2 separate regions of the Rattus norvegicus genome follow, and region 1 is linked to region 2. The links are chromatin contacts, called in public Hi-C maps. All regions are on one chromosome and are shown on one strand. Each heading gives the region's core, a stretch centred on a gene start, on an enhancer-like site or on the middle of the called end of the contact. The rest is flanking DNA. Distances are from core to core; before and after follow the strand shown.

Region 1 (3,128 bases), core at 392-2,891, 53 kb after region 2:
TTGGAAGACAGCAAGGATGAGTAGCTTGGTCTTCCTGTGGTTTCCCCACACAACTGGAAAAGGGATTCTGCCTGAGCCTATTGTCTACCTGCTTACCTGCAGATCTAGAACCCCTTTTGTAAGGAGAATGGAAGGAGGACTTAAGTTGAGGGGATGCTGAACTCGAGAGGAAAGGCTGATATTGGGTCGTTATTAAAAGAAGACAGCTAGGAAACAGACTGCCTCTTTTCCCCCAATAATTTGTTAGACTATCAAATGGATTTAAATATGAATCTTTTCCACCCTTTTAAGAGATAAAAGCAACATATGAAGTCCTGTACCAAAAAGAAATGGGTGCTCCCTAGCTTTTGAGGAGACTGCTACTGTAGTCAGTCCCTTCTGAGTTCCAACACAGCATTTGCTGTATTCATGGAGGATTCAGAACTAAGGGACTCATTGTTATTGTCACTTATTTGAACCACCAGCATGCATAGTGTATCAGAAAGAATGACTGCTTTCGTGACAAGCACAACTACTGAATGCATTGTAGAGGCTAAAAGTATAGATTGTGACTTATTTGAATAGCAGCTTTGTCATTTGGAGCCAAGTTACACCAAAATCAAACAAACAACAACAGACCACTTTGAGCTATGAATTGGAGACAGTAAAATGAATGAGGTCTCCTTGTTGCTGTTGTCCCTTGAGTATATACTAACTTGTGCTTCTCTTTAACCCACCAATGCACTCTGGGTAAATTTCTCAAGGCCTCCAACCCACCCCCATAAAATCTTCCACTCAGAGAACCAGAAAAGGGTTCTGACCCTGCTCAAGCTCCCTGAAAAAGATCTGTGGGAGGAACAGCCAATAAGCAAGCAGAGAGAGAAGACTACCTTTATCAGTTTAAATTTAAAGCCCCAGCATTTTTTCCCATTTCCTCTTCATCATTGTAGACAATGCTCGGCTCATTAAAAACAAGTATTCAGTATGGATTTTCCTTTTGAACTCTAACAGGGCTCCCGTTCGTAACATAAAACCAAGCTCAAGTGAAGGATAAAATGTCTTTTTGAAAGAAATTCAGAATGTAATTTAGTTAATAAAAATATTAAAACGAAATTTTCTTCGAAGAGAAGTGATTTTTTTCATCTCTAAGGCTAAAGCAGCTTTGTGGCTAGAGATGACTCGATTCTCTTTGGGGGAAATTATTCCTACTTCTTTGGGCCTTGGTTATCTTTTATGAAGACTTAATAATTATTAGGAAATTAAACAAATACAAGGGACCAGTACAGCAACTGACAATAAATTCAAAACGAGTTAATATACATTATCAAAGTCGCAGGACAGATGTCACTGGAATAGACAATGGGATTTTAGGAAAAGGTGTTGTTATATGGAGTAAAATTTGGGGATTATCCTTGCTTTGTTCCAAGTGATATTTATATTTGTCTGTGAAAAATGAAATCCGTGGGTACAAAAGGCATGAATGGAAGGCATAGACTCAAAATGTCATTTCAGCAGTGTGCCCTGAGCAGTTCTGACTGGCCTTTGGATGTCAAGTCACTGCTGTCTGAACTTTGGGCGCCTGGGAGGGGTGCCTATAGCTGCACCCGGCCAGGAAGGGGCCCAGGCACTTCCAAGCGCTGCCTATCCACACACTCCTAACTCCTTCGTTGCTTACTTCCCCAGAAAAAAGCTCTTTCCTCAGCCCAGAGCAAGCTCCAGGCTGGTGTCCATTGGTGTTTAACTTTGTTACAAGTGGACAAGAGTCCCTTCTGCCTCCTCTCTTGGGGTAAGTGACAAGGAGTATGGCTGAGGGCCCGTAGCTCACACTGGGTAGCAGGAGAGCTATAGCTAAGTCAGGGGACTGCCGCCCAGAAGCAGGTGGGGGAACCGAGTAGCGCGGTGGCGGGCTGGTCCCTTCAGTCTAAAGGCCTCGGGGGCCAGCGCCAGGCGGGGTGGGGGCGGGGTGGGGCGGCGCAGAGGGCGCGGAGATTACCGCGGCGCCACCGGAGACTCGCGGAGCCCCGGAGGTCCCCACGCGAGACCGCAAAGAAGGCAAAAAAAAAAAAAAAGCCGATGACAACAGGCAGTGTCCCGAGATTGAATAAAAAGAGAGGGTTTCTGCGCCTGCCAAGATCCCCCGCTCTTCCGGCGGCCCGCTGCGAGGCCCCCAGCGGCCACCCTAGCCCCAGGGCGCAGGCGACGACGTCCCCCCACCTCCTATACCCCCCCTTCTCCCGCCTCTAGGCTCCGGCTCCGAGCGCAAGGGAGAGGCTGCCCGCGGCGCGGCGCACGCTCCGGCGGCTTCTGGTTTGAGCGCAAACCTTTACCCGGGTCGGCGCCCTAGAGAGGGGACGGCGTGGCGGGGACCTGCGGAGTGACGCCCGGCTACCCGGCGCGCGCGCTTTCTCTTTTCTTCTGCTTTCCCCCGGCCGCTCGGCTGCCGGGACCCTGGCTCGGCTCCTTTCGTCCTCCCCCTCGCAGCCGGCTCCCCCACCCCGCCCTGTTTCTCCCCCACTTGTGTAAGCATTTGTTGGGGGTGGCCGAAAGGGATGTCCTGTTTTCACCAGAGACACAGCGCGAAGGGAAAACTTAGACACTGGAAGGAAAGCGAGTAAATACACAGATCGGACCCGCAGATCACTGGCTGGGACAGACAATTGAACTTCGGGAGCCCGAGGCGGTCCGGGCCGCCAGAGGTGAGTGTCTTCTGTTCTTTCGACCCGGTTCCTGAAGTCCAATGGCGGGGGCGGTGTCCAGCTTTGGATGATCTCCCCCTCCCCCCAAACTGTCCCCTAGAAAGTGCTACCTAGACACTTTGTAGGGCGTGGAGGGGCTCTGGGGATGAAAGACGCGCGCAGGAGAGTGTGAGCCTTGGAGTTCTCCCCGGTGACCCCAACAGCGGAGTCCCACGACCAGGGTCGCTAGGATCTCAGTGGTGCACTTTGCCCAGGAAGACCCTCAACGACCCGAAGAACCCCTCTTGTCTGGCCCTGGGCGCAGAGGGCGCAGGATCTGAGTGAGTTTCCCCGCGTCCCGAGTGCGGATCCTACCTGCCTGCACCCTGCCCACTGTGGTCCGGGGAGCTTGCCCTGCACTCTTCCCACTCCCACCCGGTGACATTTAATACTTTGAGATGACTCGCTACAGAG
Region 2 (3,454 bases), core at 715-3,214:
TTATTAAAGAGTTGTTTTTAATCTCACACTTATTTTTAAATGCTTGAATTTCATTGAGTTACTAAAATGTCAGTAAAAATGTATGGTTAGATAGTCACTAATTAATTATTCAGTAAACTTTCCATAGACATGTGGTCATTCTCGATTGACGTTAGTATCTTGGAACGAAAGCCCACTCCCATCAATATAAGCACGGAGTGGTAGCCACGTGAATGTTGTTAGAGTAAATAAGTCATTGGGTGGAGTCTAGACTATAGTTGTCTCCAGATTTTAATTATTTTGAAAATTAATTGACAAAAGAATTCATAAACATTATATTTCTGGATAAGCTTCTAAGTAATATAATTATATTATCTCATACTTTCTCCTTTTAATTTATCAGATGTTGACAATATGTTTAAAATATGCAAGCCTATTAGGTTGTTCTTTCTGTTTCTTGTTTTAAACTTTTATTACATTAATTAATTGAGAGAGAGAGAGAGAGAGAGAGAGAGAGAGAATATATGTATGTGTGGGCCGCTGTGAGCTTGTGATGTTGGAGGAGGATTTGTGGAAATTCTCTCTTCCACCCAGAGGATCCCAGGATGAATTTCAGGTCATCAGGCTGGGGCCATCACTGTCACCTGATGAGTCCTCTTGGCAGCACCTGCTCCTTTTCTTTCCAGCATAAGATCTTCCCATAGAGGTGAGGCAGGACTCAGTCCTGCCCACCTACCTCAGTTTCCTTAGTGCTGGGGTTGCAGGCCTGAGTCACCACACCCAGTTCATCCGTTCTCTTCCTTTGTTCCAGGCCACACAATAAATAAATAAATGTAGGATCCGTTCTTCAAGTTCATTGTGTGATTGCAGTATGCGAAGACAATTCACCAACGAAATAACTAGCACTTTTTAATTTTTAGATTTGCCTTTGGGTTATTGTTGTTGTTGTTGTCATTGAAGATAAAAAAAAAGAAAAAGAAAATGAGAAAAAGCAGAACCTTCCCTTCGCCAACCAGCTCCCGCTCAGAACACGCACTGTGAGTTCAGGCTCTAATTCTTCTCTACAATGGGATGAGCCCCAGGCCTGAAAACATTTGTCAAGCAACCAATAGTTAGAAAAGTTACGACATCTGTAAGAGAGGAACTCTGCCTGTCCACAGCAGTGACAGGAAATCGATGCTTATCCCACTTAGCTTAGTGGCTCTTTAGGTAGCAAACCCCAAATTTGAGGTACAAATTAGCCCCATGTTCAGCTCCCTAGCTGAACTCTAAATAATAAAGCTTCACCTTTAATTTTGAGTAAACAGAAGACAGTGGAGTATTAGTTTATAAACCCATTAAGATTTATTCTATAACAGGAGTCTATAGAAATTTGATATTAGAAAACTTTAAAATAATAATTAAATAAAACGAGCATACGAATTTGTTTGAAAAAAAATCCCAATATAGTCAATAAGCAATTAAGAATTTAGTCAAGCCAGTGAAAATGTCAATTCTCTCATTTAGGGGAGTGGAGGCATTTATACACCAAGACTCAAGAAGTCAAGCATTTCTCTTCCCCTGGAAAGCCCTTTCACCATGGGCTGGTTGAGACATCAACTTACTATCTCGGGGGATAATGTGTTCCCACATTTTGTCAATCATCTGTGTGTAGAATGACAGAGAGCTTGTAAGGCTCTGCCAAACCACAGGATGGAAAGCCAGAAAGAACTCACAAGTTACAAACTACTAGCCAGCCACTCTAGCACATTTCTATATGCTAAGAAAACATGTTCGTCCAAATATGTAGAACTGAAGCTACGCCGGTCCACCGGGTCACAGACACGCAGAACGCGGCTTCCAGATCCGGCCAGCTTCCACCGATTTATCTCCAGTGGTTTCTTGTTGCCCGAACTGGATTGAGGTGGCTTTGTTTTCCTAACTGTGCTGGGCGGCTGTTCCGCTGTACCCTTGGCAAGATATTTACTCCCTTTCTCTAGCCCATTCTCTTTGGCAATGAGAGCTGAGTCTATTTTTAGGTCCTGCCTATTCTCTTGACTGTCTCAGGCTCGGTCCTCAGAGAGGCTTGAGAGCTTCCGAACATTCCCGAACCATTCCCGTGTCTGTCTTTCCTACACCCCGAGAATTGAACTCCTTCCATTCAACACTGACTCTAGATGGGAATGGTTCCCCTTGTTATAGGTCACCAAGCTCCACAGGGTCTCTGCCCAAAACAGGATTGTTAAACACTGTATTTCTCTAGGCTTAGGAGGGAAAGTACCCAGCAGCTTCTCCAACAACTTTCTCAAAGTGAAGTAGAAATTGCTCTCAAATGCTAGTTATAAACGTGTAATCTGAACTCCAGCCACTCCGCAGGGCTGCAGAAGAATTTATGACGTGCTAAATATTTCCTTTGTTCTTCCTAGTGGTAGACTGCTGCAGCAATTAGAGGGCAGTCCACTCCACATGCAAACACCGCGTTTGCTAAAGAGTTGCTCCACAGGCCCGCGGAACAAAAAAATTTCTCGTGTGGTGCAGGATTAAGAATTTTTAATTTCCTTTCAGGGTCCAGGTCTCTGAAACATTTTCTAAACGGTTCTTCCTTCAACCCTGGTGACTTTCACTGTTCTTTATAAAGGCAGGAGAAGAGATCAAGTTGACTTCCAGAAGCCTGGATTCCCAGGCCATGACCACTGCCATCCTTTTCCCAAACCATATAAAGGTCCTTTGTACTGCTATCAGAAACACCTCTGACCTCCTCTTTCTTATTTCCATAGAAACTGACAGCCGAGTCCCATCCTTCATAAAACAGCAAGAAAACCTGCCAATATCATCCTTTAGAAGCCAGACCCAATTAACCGGCCGCAGGAGGCAGCATGGCTTCGATTAGCTCCATAGTATACATACAATAAGCTCTCGGTCATTCGCTGTGTGTGTTGACTTCAGCGCCGGGCACTGTTTTAAATGCGGTACACGCATTAATTCTATGTGTATGTTACTATTCTGCCCCCAGTCAGAACGGAAGAAATCAAAGAACAGAAAATCTACACAGCTGGCTCTGGACCACTTCGACCCGCTTAATAGGAGAGCTGGAAATGGTTCCCAAACAACCAACCGCCTAACAGAAGGGTGTGCCGTGAACTTCCCGCACAATCCAGCAAAGTTGCCGAGCTTCTCAGGGCCACACGCTCGCCATCAATAAAATGGGATTATCGTTGTACTCACGTTACAGGGGTTGCAAGGAGGTTAAATGAATAATACATTAGCACTTAGAACAATTCCAGGCAGATGGAACCGTTAATAATCCACGCTAGGGGGTCTAGAGAGGTGACTGGGCGGTTGAGGCGGTACATTGCTCTTGTAGAGGATCTGAGTTCAGTGTTCAGTTTCCAGTTCCCGTGTAAGGTGGTTCACAACGACTTATAACTCCAGACTGGGAGGATCCTGCCTTTCTTGCTTTCTTGGGCACCTGCATTCATGTGTGTTAAGCCCACAA

The links. A called contact is a pair of places that touch in the nucleus more often than the background predicts.
Region 1: a Hi-C map of Schwann cells shows a contact between it and region 2, with 4 times the contacts expected there. The contact joins the promoter of Eya4 here to the enhancer-like site in region 2. A contact is called at or near these places in 3 of 12 Hi-C or Micro-C datasets (the Rat2 cell line, Schwann cells and psoas muscle).

What each region holds. Positions count from the first base shown.
Region 1 is chr1:23,989,790-23,992,917 of GRCr8, forward strand. Eya4 (EYA transcriptional coactivator and phosphatase 4) reads left to right here and starts at 1,642. Exons shown (of 20, transcript NM_001271317.1): 1 at 1,642-1,765; 2 at 2,547-2,675. It overlaps LOC102554376 (a long non-coding RNA gene), which reads right to left and starts at 1,603. Exons shown (of 2, transcript XR_349895.5): 1 at 1-1,603.
Region 2 is chr1:23,936,742-23,940,195 of GRCr8, forward strand. No RefSeq gene overlaps it. Among named protein-coding and RNA genes, the nearest start is that of Eya4, 53 kb to the right of the region's middle. Within about 2 kb of position 1,965, at least 12 of the 93 cell types and tissues checked have an H3K27ac peak or open chromatin away from gene starts, as enhancers often do. A contact at or near this core is called in Schwann cells, where this site is marked.